Regions from separate parts of the Sus scrofa genome. Here region 2 is linked to region 1. The links are chromatin contacts, called in public HiChIP or PLAC-seq maps. All regions are on one chromosome and are shown on one strand. Each heading gives the region's core, a stretch centred on a gene start, on an enhancer-like site or on the middle of the called end of the contact. The rest is flanking DNA. Distances are from core to core; before and after follow the strand shown.

Region 1 (6,658 bases), core at 1,057-3,556:
TCTGGGAGCCTCAGTATCTTCATGGAATCAATGTATTCATTGCAATACTTAAAGCACATGTAGGAAGATAAGGAGGGATTCCAAGCAGAGGGCATGGCAGGAACAAAGCCATGGAGGAGGGCTATGGGATCATGAATAGGCCAGAGTGACAAAATGTCAAAATTGATGATAAGGCACCAAGAATTTAACACTTATTGAGGACTAACAATGTTAGCGGGAGCACTGCAGATGGGGTTCCCAGAAAGCAGCCCTGAGGTGGAGTTTAGCCTGCAGGGGGTTTATTAGGGAGCATCCCTAGGACCAGCACTTAGGGAAAGAAGAGACAGAAGAAGCAGGAGTGGGCAGAGTGCACTGTTTCAATGAAAGACTCAGCCAACTGCAGAGGAAGCCCTGATGATGGGAAGACCCTTCAGAACTGTCTTGAGTTGGGGCAAGAGGGCTCTGCAGCCAGTCAGAGTGCAGGCTTCTCTGGGAAGGGGCCATGCTGTGGGTGACAGAGCTGTCTTCTATTGAGGCAATCCCCAAAAGGGGCTAACGGCTAAGGGGTGTCTCCCAGCAGTGCTCCCATCAGGTGGGGTGATCAATCCTTCACAGCATGGAGGTCTAAGCAGCATGTCCCAGCATCCCCAGCAGGAAGGAAAGGTAGTGGGGGGCCAGGCTGGGAAAGACAAAGGAGCCCACCTTGGATGAGCTGCAGCACAGAACAGGGTAGGGCTGGCTGACATGGCACAGTCTGTAATGCTTCGGGCCTGGCATTTAGGGTTCCAGGAGTGTCAGGTGCCCATGGGGATGTGGTGATATGTGTTAAGTGAAAGTAACTAAGTGAGTAGGTGAGTGGGTGGAAGGGTTGCAGACGCACCCCTAACATTTTGGGAGTCCGCAGCAAGAGGACAAATAGAGGCTTACACCCAATTGCCTAAACATTTAAGTTATAAAACAAGCTAAAGAGTAAACCGCTAAGTAAAAACATTCTACCCTCCTAAATTGACCAAATATATAACTTCATCACAACCTTTGAGGCCAGATTCAAATTTAAAACTCTTGGACTCCTCAGAGTTCCATGCCTGAGACCTAGTCCTGGCTGGCCACCTGGGCCATCTTCTGTCATCTAAGGGGCTGTCTTAGCTCCACCCTCCCAGCCCCCACCCCAACCAGCCATCAGGAACACTGGCCCGGGGAAGAGGTCCCTGGCAGGCACTGGGAGCTTGCTTGGGCCCCTCCTGCAGGGATTTGGGGTCCTGGCACCTCGAGTGTGGTCTAGGCTCTGGGTCCACAGATCCTTTGGCCCTGCAAGCTTCTTGATATAGAGAGTGCGCAGCTGGAAGAAGATCGGAGCAGATGGCTCTGGCTGGGCTTCCTCTCAAATGTTCATTTATTAGGGAGAGCTGCGAGATCCACATCCATGGAGGGAGGGGCAGGAAGCAGGCTGGGCAGAGGAGGAGCCAGTGGCAGTGCAGACTCAAGGCCAGCCTCTGCCACCCGGTGGAACCTCCAAGCTGCAAGGCCTGAATTTATCAGAATTATCCTGCCTGGGGGAGAGATCACCCTCTCATGACACTTCAGCATCCCCCAGGCATTGGATGTGGCACCGAGGGAAGGAGTGTGACCTTGAGGGAGGGGTCATCTGCAACTGAGTGGGCTGACCTCAATCCCAGTAGCAGGGCACCACCACCTCTTGAATGGGGTTCTGAGCTGTGCCTTAGCGCCTGCCACAGCACAGCCCTCGTCCTGGGTCTGAGGCCGGTCCAGGGCAGGAAGGATGCACAGGGATGGGATAGAGGATGGCGTGCCTGCCCCTGGATGTTGGCTCTTGGGTGACAGTCCTTTCTCCCCCTCCCAGTCTGCCTGAAAGGCACCAAGGTGCACATGAAGTGCTTCCTGGCCTTCGTCCAGGCGAAGACTTTCCACGAGGCGAGCGAGGACTGTATCTCACGCGGGGGCACCCTGGGCACCCCTAAGACAGGCTCGGAGAACGATGCCCTGTACGAGTACCTACGGCAGAGCGTGGGCGCAGAGGCTGAGGTCTGGCTGGGCTTCAACGATATGGCGGATGAGGGCGCCTGGGTGGACATGACCGGCGGCCACATCGCCTACAAGAACTGGGAGACAGAGATCACTGCGCAGCCTGATGGCGGCAAGGTGGAGAACTGCGCCGCCCTGGCTGGCGCGGCCAACGGCAAGTGGTTCGACAAGCGCTGCCGGGACAAGCTGCCCTACGTCTGCCAGTTCGCCATCGTGTAGCGGGCGAGGCGGGGCGGGGCGGGGCGGGGCGGGGCGGGGCCGGGGCCGGGGCGGGGCGAGCAGGAGGAGGATCCTGAGCCGCTGGAGGAGCAGTGCTGGGACTTTCCCTTCAGGCATCCCTGCCACGCTGGGAGCCTTCTTTTGCAAATAAAGTGGGTGCAGCTTAGCGGAGAGTGACTGCGGTGTGTGCTGGGTCAGAGGAGCAGAGCAGAAGAGAGTCCTGGAGACCAGCTGGTCGTCCAGGGAGAGGGCCCATAGAAAGATGCGAGGAGGGAGGTGGTGGAGGAAAGTGAGCTGGGCGCACTGAGGAAGGAGAAGAAAAGAATAGGGAGGACACGGGAACCCTGGACTGCTGCTACCTTTTAAAAAATTAAATAACTTTATATTTCATATGATTTTCCACTTACAGAGAGGTTACAAGAATTCCTGTATCCCCTTTATCCAGATTCTCCAGACATTACTATTTTCCCATATTTACTTATCCTTTTTTTTTTCCTGACCCGTTTGACAGCAAATTGTAGACATGATGCCCCTTTACCCCTAAATACTTTAGTGTGTTTCCTGAAAGCAAGGACATTTTCTCACATAAGCACAGCACTGTTATCAAGGTCAGGAAATGAACACGGACACAATATTGTTATCTAAGTTACAGCCCTTAATTCAGATTTCCAGGCTTACTGTAGACTCCATTTCCACATGTTGGAACCCAGCAAGCCCCTCCCCAACTCCAGGGGAGGGACACCGCCACTGACCCCCTCCTGTTGGGGATCCATTCCTGGGGTGCCTTGAGTCCTATTGGGGTTTGGAGGGAGTGAGAGCACAGGCTGCCCACTGAGGACATTTGCACCTATCTCTCTTCTTGTCCAACAAGGGGACCCATCCAGGAGACAAATACGACAGTTGCCAACATGGCAAGTGGTGTGTCCCTCTCCTTCCCACTTCCACTTCTCACAGAGAGTTCTATACCAGCAATACCAGCTGCCATGTGTCAAGCCCACTGTAACACAGGAATTTTAAGTATGTCGTCTTATTTAATCTTGTGTGTGTGTGTGTGTGTGTGTGTGTGTGGCTGCACCAGCAGCATGCTGAAGTTCCCAGGCCTAGGATTGCAGTGACACTGCCAGATCCTTAACCTGCTGAGACACAAGAGTACTCCTGTCTTATTTAGTCTTATCCATCCAAGACAAGCATGTTCTTTTTTTTTTTTTTTTTTTGGTCTTTTTAGGGCCACACCCAAGGCATGTGGAGGTTCCCAGGCTAGGAGTCTAATCAGAGCTATAGCCACCGGCCTAAGCCACTGCCACAGCAGTGCCAGATCTGAGCTGTGTCTGCGACCAATACCACAGCTCATGGCAATGCCGGATCCTTGACCCACTGAGTGAGGCCAGGGATTGAACTCGCAACCTCATGGTTCCTAGTCGGATTCATTTCCGCTGCACCCTGATGGGAACTCCAAGACAAGCATGTTCTTATGCCAGTTTTGTAGAAAAGGAAGTTGGGGCTCAGGGAAGTTAAGTGACTTCAACTGGTCAATTAGATAGTAAGCAGCACAGCCAGGATTACAAGGGCCTTTGGACTTTTCCACCACCACTGTGATGCTTGTCTCATGTTACTGGAATTTTCCTGAGATAAAACATCAGAGAAATGGCCTAGTGACCCCAAGAGGTTATTGGCCAGCTCCTGGTATGACCTGGCCCATCCAACCATGTTAGGCCCAGCTCTAGTGACACCCCTAGGGGAGGTCTTCCCTATTTCATGAGTCTTGGCATCAACCTTTTGCAGCACTTTTTCTCCTGGTTGTCCTCTAGTATGTCTTGCCTTCAGTATAAATTGAAGATGATTTGATTTGATTAAAGAAAGTGGGTTGGGCTGGGGGAGGTAGCTTACAGTGAACTTTCTATCAGTCTGCTTGGCATTGTCACATAAAGCATCTCATGTAATTCAACAGATATAGTTAGAGGTAATGAGATCTATAATAGGTGCAAAAACTGAAGCTCAGAGCCATGATGCAATTGCTTTTTAAGATAGCTAAGCAAGTGAGAAGCAAAAATGAGACGCAAATCTCGGTCTGGCAACTCTAAGTCTTGTGCTCTTTTTGCCCTAGGCCAAGTGAGATGTAAGTGGCCACAGGTTTTTCAAAGTTCCTGCACTGGGTGGATGCTGACAAGAGGGCACCATGCCTCTGTACCTGATTGTGGGTCCTGGTAGAGAGGTGCTGCTGTGGCACTGCCTGCTTCCAGCAGCAGGTGGCAGTATGAGCAAGAGAATCCTTACTAGTCCTTAGACAGAACACTCATATATTAAACACAGATTTCAAGGTGGGGTACACTTGTCCTGGGATTTTGTCTTTATTTTAAATTTTGGTGTGTTTTTTTAATATCATGGATCATTTTGCATTAATTTTGATTTTTTTAAAACATCGCGTCAAATATTATTTAACATGATCACTGAGTTTTGTGGGCACTTCCTTAAAATTTGTATCTCAGTTGAGTGTCTCACTTACCTCACTAGTCCTGGTCCTGGCTCCAAAATTTGAATTTCCTAAGGCATATATAAACAATGATAAAGTACTGTGTTATAGATCTTGAGCTTCTGCAGTACCCTTTAACAGAACTGATGGTACAGCCCTCTTCACAATCACCCATTTCCCTCTTTACTATGTGCTGCTCTGGGTGTAAAAAACTTTGATGAATCCCAAAGGGACAATTTGAAATACTGGTCTAAGTGTTGATGAGGCAGAAGACTGGGTAAAAACTCCTTTTGCAAGATGAGTGGTTTCCAGTTCTTCACCCTCAACAGCCTTTGAGAAGAGCCTAATCAAGGTGTCAGCTCATAGACCATGCAAAATAGATTCTGATGATACAGTGCTTTTGATTTATATCTTAGAAGTTCAAGTACTAAATGACATCACTCTTTTCAGTGCCACCAGCCTATTTATCTCAACACGTTTCTCAACATTTACAACTCTGAAAGTGACAGATGGGAGTAATATTGATGCTGAGCCCTGCTTTGTTCCAGGATACATGAACCAATGAAAGAAAAATCCATCCATCCAGTTAAGAGATTCCTGTTTAATAGTATGAGGGGGCAGTTCTGGAAGGGGCCTTCTCTGTCCCCTTGTTACCTTATCACTGTGCTACAGCCACTGGCCCAGGCCCCAACTGAGGCTTGCTCTCTCCTTTCTGTCCCAACACCACTGCCACTTCTGTCCCTAATCCTCCTGCCTTTGGCCATTCCTACAGCCTTCTTCAGCCTCCTCATCCCAGGGGGAGGGAGAGTTAAGGGGAAGAAGTACAGATGGAGAAGCCCCAGTGAGAAAAACGGAGGCCTGGGACCGATCAAGGTGACCCTTGGTGTGGGATCCTGGAGAAGACCTTCAGGGCATCTTAGCCCTGGTTTCTTCATCTGTAAAATGGGGTTTGGCCTAGATGATCTTGCAAGACTCCTGAGTCCAGGATTCTGCCCAGCTACCCCTGGGAATGTCTTTTGTAGAATTCTCTCCAGAAAAGAAAGCTGTTTGGTGGTTGTTTCCTCTGTCCAAGCAAGGCTCAGCCCCTGAACTGGACACCTGCCTTTCTGCAGTGACCACAGGCCCTACTCTCTCTTTCTCTCTCCCTTGGACTGAGGTACAGATTCAGATGCTTGGTGGACGCAGCCACCTAGGAGTACCTCCCTTGAATTGAGGTACAGATTCAGATGATTGGTGGCTTGGCCCCTGAGCTGGACACCTCCCTTTCTGCAGTGACCATAAGCCCTACTCTCTCTCTCTCTCCCTTGAATCGAGGTACAGATTCAGATGCATGGTGGACGCAGCCACCTAGGATGCAGCCACCATGTTTCAGAAAAACCTGGTATCTCTCCCTCAAGTCTGCTTCTCTTCCTGCGTTCACCATCTCCATGGGAGGTCCCCACCTTCCCAGTCACTCAAGCCTCAGACTTGTGAGGCATTACAGGTGCCTCAGTGTCTGTCATGCTTGAGATCCAGGTCATCAGAACTCCTGATGATTTTTACCTCCTGAGGAAATGTCACATCTATCCCTACCTCTCCGGCTCTGCTGCTGCTGCTGGGCCCAAGTCTTCTGCTTGCCCTTCAAGCAGAAGGTTCCCCACCACATCCCCCTCTCATCTCTCCCCTCTCCCTAAATGTAGCCTTTGCTGCATAACCACTAGCTGCACAGCTAAGAAGCCTGGTTCAAGCTGGCTCCCGGACTGTGAGCTTCCCTCCCACAAACATACATATGTTTGCTTCAGCTGAAAACAATAATCCATTCATGTGGCCTGGATGCCTTAAACCTCCAGGCACATTCTTCTTTTGATTTTGGCTTTTCTGAGAGACAGTGGAGATATTAATGAAAACAATGAAAAGCAGCAATTTGTGCATTCCTGATGGGTAGTGATCCATAAGACCCTAACTATG
Region 2 (6,658 bases), core at 1,105-3,604, 240 kb after region 1:
GGGCCAAGCCCTTCTGACCTGGAGCCCATGCCTGGGCTGTGGAGGGACGCCCAGGAGACCCCTGGCTCCCCTTGGCTGTTCTGGGAACTCTAGGCATCCTGAGACACAATTGGCTGTTCTTGTCCTGGACTAACTTTAAAACGCAGTGATTCTGCTTGGAGGAAGAGATGGAGAACAAGCTGGAAGCCATCTGACCGGGGGGGGGGGGGCACCTGGGAGGACCACCCAAGCAGGACACCACCCTGCCTGGACACCAGGGACTGGTAATTAGGTTGAAAGCTGAGAAGTGCAGGCAAAAGGGCCTTCAGAGAGGATCCTGGGCTGCCTTGAACAATTGACATAGCTTCCTGTAGCTCTTGCCCACCCAGCTGCATATTTTAAATGATTTAAGTTCTCCTTCTGCTAGACATCCTTAAAGGAAAACAGCTATTAAAAGCCTGTTGTGGACAAAGAGAAGAAGATGAAAAACAGTCATCCATTCCCTAATTTTCTTGCTCCTGGCCCAGAAGTGGCAAGATGCTTTCTTCCTGTCAGGGTCCTCTGTCCTGGTCCTCTGTCCAGCCTCTAGGAATGGGATTCCACAACCCCCACTCTCCAACATACACAAACTTCCCGGCCCCAGGCTGAGAAACCATCCCTCTGGTCTCCCTCCCCACAGCCTACACCTTTGAAAACAGTGTCTTTATTGAACTCTCCTGGGAGTATCTTATTTGATTTTGCTGGCTTTAATGATACAGTTCTGTTTGGATCTTTTCCAAGAGCTGTTCACCATTTTGGAAAATCATGTCGCCAAGAGCAATGCCATGATGGTATCTGGGATGCTAATTCAACTCACCTGCATTTCAGAGCAGACAGGTTTGAGTCCACGTCAATGTTTTCTAGCATAAGCTGGCTCAAGTTTTTCCGTGTTGAAATAAATGCTATTTTGTTACACATTCCTTTCCTTTTGTTTCTTCTTTGTGTTGCAGTTAAGGCATTGTGTTAATGTGTTTAAATCATGTGTCTGGGTCAGTTATTACATTCAAGGTAGCGGGAGGGGCATCACAAAATATGGGTTCCAAAGAGAAGTCGCTGGGGCTGAAAGGCTGGGGACTCACTGCCCTAATCCTGTTCCCAGCTCTCTGTGCTACTTTGCCCTGTGAGAAGCCTGGACTCTGACGTTTATGCTGACCACGTCCACCTCCGGCAAATAATCATAATTGCCATTTGTGAATATCTTCTAGAAACTCTGCATCACAATACCCTTCCTCCTTTAATGTAGTAGTCACCACACCTGATCCGCTATTTGATATGTGATGATACCTATCCTCACTTCCTTTTGTAGCTGTGATAAAAATCAGTAGAACAATAAAAAAGCAATAATTTTTATAATTAAAAAAACCTACAGATTTATCAGCCCCTCTTGGAACTAACCTTGGCTATGCCAGGTTCCCAGTTATAATTGATAGGCTTGATCTCAGAGGATGAATCTCTGAGATGGGGCATCACACAGGTGAGCCACGCCCTGCATACCCTTCCCACAGCAGCACCCACTCCAATCGCCCAACTGCTCCCTCTTCCCAAGGCTGCCATATCCAAACCCAAAGCTTATGTTTGTATTAATGCATATAGGAAAGTTTACCCACTTAAAGTGGACATGTTGACGAGTTAGAGTATTTGTGAATAATCAATCAGGTAACTACCATCACAAACTGGACCAGGACCAAGACCATCCCCTGGCCCTAAGAAATCCCTTGTGACCCTGTGCAGTCGCTCCCCTCCCCACCACCGGCCTCCTGCAACCACTGGTCTGCTCTCTGTCATTATAGTTTTGCCTTTTCTAGAATTTCACAGGAATGCTCTCATTTGATACATTGTCTTTTGTGTTGACTTCTTTTGCTTTAGCATAATGTTTTTGTAATCTGTCTCCATCATTCCATTTATTGCTATTTTTGTTCCTTTGCATTGCTGAGTAGTGTGCCATTGTATGCTTATTCCACAGTTATTTACCTGTCCACCAGTTGTTGCTTCCAGCTTTGGGTGATTATGAATCAAGCTGCTACGAACATTCACACACACCTCTTTGTGTGCACATATGTTTGCATTTCTCATAGGTGGATATCTAAGAGTGGAATGGCTGAGTCAGATAATATGTTTATATTTAACATTAAAAGATACTGCCATCCTGTTTTCTGGAGTGGCTACACCATTTTGCATTCCCATCAGCAATAGGTGAGAGTCCCAGTTGTTCCACATCCTTGCCAGTACTTGGTATTGTCAGTTTTCTTTTTGTTGTTTTGTGCATTTGTCTTAGCTATTCTAATAGTTGTGCTCTGGTGGATTATTGTGGTTTTAGTTTGCATTTCCCTGATGACTAATAATACTGAGTGTCTTGTCACATGCTTATTGGCCATTTGAGTGTATCTTCATTGGTGAAAAGTCTGTTCCAATCTTTTGCCTATTTTATATTGTGGTATTTGTCCTTCTATTATCAAATCGTACAATGCCTAATTTTTAATAGCAACATGTTCCCTCTGACCCACTCTGAGGCATGAAAGTCTGATTTCTGTTTCAGCTGCTTTATCTCACTTAGAAAGACAGATTTAATAATAGTAAAATTCAGAACATGTCTCCATCCAAGTCGTGCTGACCATTGAAAGGTTATTTTAATCCATTGTGCCTTTTAAAACTAAACACGCATTTGTTCTCTGAACTCTAAACTTGGTTAATATGACTTTTACTTCCTTTTTTCAAGAATATAAACATGTAACAATGCTTGGGTAAGAAAACACCCACACATTAGCTGACACCTGCTTTTTTTCTTCTTATGTCAGTTGAAGTTAGGTAATCAACCAACAGAACTTGGAGAAATCTGTTCCAGAGATAAATCCCTTTGCTTCTTGATGCTCTGATGGGCTATTGCTCTAAGAAAATCCTTATATCAAGAGATGTGTGCCTTGGCTCAAATGCCTGGAGTTTCTGATTTTTACATAAAGTCCTGACCATTTCAGGGTACACTTATATACAGTTTGTCCAAGTGTCTATGTTCATTCAGTTCTCTCCCATGGTGGGCCACAGAATAAACCCAGTAAGTTGATAATTTAATAATGGTTACCAGCTGCAGATGGCTCACTGCATGCCTGGCCCTAGGGACTTTGAGTCCATAATCTCATTTAGTCGTCAGGTAAACCCTGAGAAATAGCGGCTATTGTTATCTCCATTCATTGGTATGGAAGCCAGGGGTTACATAGGAGAAGTGACTAACCTGCCCATGGACTCACAGCCAGCAGGGGCTGGGCCAGGTTCAAACACCAGCTCCAGTGCTGCTCACCACTCTACTGCACTGCCTCTCCTTTTGTGTGTCGGGATTGCCTCGTCTGTTCAGCCAGCACACGATGGTGCTGTGCAAACACCATTTGCAGGCTTTCCCCTTTACTTGCCCTCACTTGATGAGTTGTAAGGTTAATACTGCATTTCCTAGACTTGTGGATATGAAGGAGGTTTTTGCCACTGAGATGCAAGTTTACGAAGTATTATGGGTTCAATCGTTGCTCCCACCCCCAAATATATTGAAGTCCTAACCTCCAGATACCTGTGAGCATACCCTTATTTGGAAATGGGGTCTTTGCAGACTTAGTCAAGTGAAGATGAGGTCAGTGGGGTGTGTCCTGATCGAATAGGACTGGTGTCCTCGTGAGAAGAGGAAAATGCCATGTGACGACAGGTGGCGATGGGAATGATGCAGCGTTCAGCCGAGGAACACCAAGGATTGACAGCCACCCCCAGAAGCTAGGAAGAAGCAGGAAAGGGTTCTACCTAGAGCTTTAGAGGGAACATGGCCCTGCCCCCACCTTGATTTTAGACTTTTGTCCTCCAGAGCTATGAGAGTATACATTTCTGTTCTTAGGCCACCCAGTCTGTGGTACTGTTCCCAGCCCGCACCGACTCACACAGGAAGGTGAACTCGAGACAGAGACTGCTAGAGGGCAAGCTGGGGGCTGGGGCCATGAGCAGTTTCAGGGGCCAGCTCCCTGCCCACTGCCATCGCATCTCTGTAGCCAGAGATGGTCACAGCAGGGTCCTGGCTCTGGATCTTGGCTGTGAGGCTGCTCCTGGACTCCACATCTCTAGCCCTTTCAATGACTTTGACAAGAGCTCCATTCCCTGGATTAAATCCTTTTCTGATCTATTTCCTGTACTGAACCCTGACTGACACACGTTCCCAATGCTGCCAAATACTGCACAGACTTAAAGAGGAGACAATTCTGTGTGGAAATCAGGGTGAGCTATACTAGAAGTGCAGGTGCCGGGGTGGAGGACTTCAAGCTGGCCTGGGCCTGCCGTTCCCTCTCTGTCTCCAGGGGAGGCAATTTCCTGCTTTCCAACAACCTGCATTTCTCTCACAGACTACCGTTCTCAGTGGGCTCCGCCCCACTTGTGTTGGCAACCTCTGCTGGATTGTCCTCTTGCTAACTTGTTTACTCTTGGAAGCCTGTTTTCCAAAATCCCCTTCTGGTGTGGTTCTGAGTGTGATTTGGCTACAGGTGAAGTTTTGCAAGATCCAAGAAGTAGAAGCGAAGCAGTAACCCTGAAGGTTGGCAGTGGTGGGAGGCCCTGAGAGAGGGTTGGTCACATAGCCTTGCTCTGTCCTTCCTCCTGACCCCCAGGCTCCTGACCAGCAACAGCCCTGGGTCACTGTCAGCTGCTGCACTGCAACCTCCCAGAGGCAGTAGCTGTTGCTCCTTGGTTAGGGCTTAGGATGGCTAATCCCTTCTTAGAATATCCTGTTTTTCCTTGTCCCAGGATTAGGGCCTCCTTCTGCTCACAGTTCCTGCATTCCCTCCCTTTTCTGGGCTTTTTCTGTTCTTTTTGGGAGTTGGGATGCGATAGGACAGATTTCATTGCAGGCCTCCCTCTCTCTCCTCTTTGCTTCACACGATTCAGGTAGCTTTGATGCCTGTCCTAGTTTGAGGTTGAGTGCTGGGTGAGGGGAGGACACGGAAAGACTTAAGGGTCATTGCTGACAGCAGGATCCACCGGGAACAGTTACAGAGCTAACTGTGCATGTTGTGTGTCTCAAAATGCCAGAAACCACAGGCAGATGGGAGGGTTGCGAAAACCCCCAGTGAGAATCATCACACTGCTCAGTCTGCCTTGAGAGCTGCCCTTGTTATTATGGGGGGGAAAGGGCTGATTGGGGAAGGACTTGGTGTTTTGGTTTTCTGTGATTATTTCTAGGCAGGGGTAAAACTTGTTCAGTTGAACCCTGTAAGTTTTCTTCTCTGATTTGTGCTTAAGACCCATTCCCTCAACATCTCAAAGGAGGAGAATGCAGCTTTCTGCAATTCCCAGACCAGATCAGCTCCTACCTTCTTGATGTTGCCCAAAGACCCACAGGGAACCCACAGCTACTTAAGAAGAGGCAGGGAAGAGCCAGGGCAGGTGACCCAGTGGCTGGGAACGGACATGTTTTATCGGTCATCTTTCCATCCACTTCTTGCGGGCTCTAGAATTTGTACATTTTGCAGTGGAGTATGTGGGTGTACTTTTTTTTAAAAGAAAGAACTGGAAGATTTTATTTGAGCCAAATTTGAGGATTATAGCCCCAGAAGAGCATCTCAGAAAGCTTTGAGAACTGTTGTGGGGGCCCTTCTGAACTCGTCCTAACTTTTTGATGGTTACAAATTGCTTTGACTGGCAAAAAAGACACGGAGCCTGCCTGGAAAAACCACACGTCAGACTTGGGTAATTTGTCCTAAGGAAATTCCTGCCCATGGAGTCCTTCTGTGCAATTCTGGCTGACCCCTCATTGATTCACATATGGAAGAGTCTGGGGAGACAGTCTCCATAGCTGTCACAAGACTTCTGCCTCTGCCTGAAATCTTGGCTTTTTTTTTTTTTTTTTTTTTTTTTTTTTTTTTTTTTTTTGCTATTTCTTGGGCCGCTCCCGCGGCATATGGAGGTTCCCAGGCTAGGCGTCCAATCGGAGCTGTAGCCACCAGCCTACGCCAGAGCCACAGTAACACAGGATCCGAGCCGAGTCTGCAACCTACACCACAGCTCACCGCAACGCCGGATCGTTAACCCACTGAGCAAGGGCAGGGATCGAACCCGAAACCTCATGGTTCCTAGTCGGATTCGTTAACCACTGCGCCACGACGGGAACTCCAGCCTGAAATCTTGGGACCACCCAGACCCTCTCACCTTTGGTGTCCATGGCTCAGGGAAGCAAGCACATTGCCACAAGCTCCAGGAAGACTCGGGCTCGCTTCACTCACACTGATCTTAACTGCTGGCATTATCCTTGCAGACGGAGGCTGTAATTATACCAATCACTCTCCCGGATAGACCTGGAGTATCCCCATGATTAATGGGAGAGGTTCACTCAAAACACAGGATGTCTCATTTCCTAGTTGGGAATACAAGCAAAATACTGCGGAAACACAGCCTCCACTACTCCAGCTGAAATGTCTCGGCAGGTCTCCTTCTATTCCTAGGCAATTGAAACAGCAGGAGTGTCTCCTTAAAATCCAAAATCACTTTCAGGAAGAGGTGAGGGAGGTAGTCGTTACAGGTCCCAGGTGGTTTTAACAAGTTTTGGGAATATCTAATTCCATAAGTTGTTTTATATAAGTTCACTCTAAAAAGTTGGAAAGTATAGAAAAATATGTAAAAGAAA

What was found. HiChIP or PLAC-seq counts read pairs in DNA pulled down with a chosen protein or histone mark.
Region 2: a contact with region 1 is called in an H3K27ac HiChIP or PLAC-seq map of alveolar macrophages. The contact joins two enhancer-like sites. A contact is called at or near these places in 2 of 47 Hi-C or Micro-C datasets (embryonic fibroblasts and epiblast stem cells) and 1 of 2 datasets of contacts at active chromatin or transcription factors (alveolar macrophages).

What each region holds. Positions count from the first base shown.
Region 1 is chr13:28,226,700-28,233,357 of Sscrofa11.1, forward strand. It overlaps CLEC3B (tetranectin), which reads left to right. Exons shown (of 3, transcript XM_005669451.3): 3 at 1,841-2,414. The coding sequence ends at 2,241. Among named protein-coding and RNA genes, the nearest start is that of CLEC3B, 11 kb to the left of the region's middle. Within about 2 kb of position 2,307, at least 33 of the 83 cell types and tissues checked have an H3K27ac peak or open chromatin away from gene starts, as enhancers often do. A contact at or near this core is called in alveolar macrophages, where this site is marked.
Region 2 is chr13:28,470,602-28,477,259 of Sscrofa11.1, forward strand. No RefSeq gene overlaps it. Among named protein-coding and RNA genes, the nearest start is that of LARS2, 51 kb to the right of the region's middle. Within about 2 kb of position 2,355, at least 1 of the 83 cell types and tissues checked has an H3K27ac peak or open chromatin away from gene starts, as enhancers often do. A contact at or near this core is called in alveolar macrophages, where this site is marked.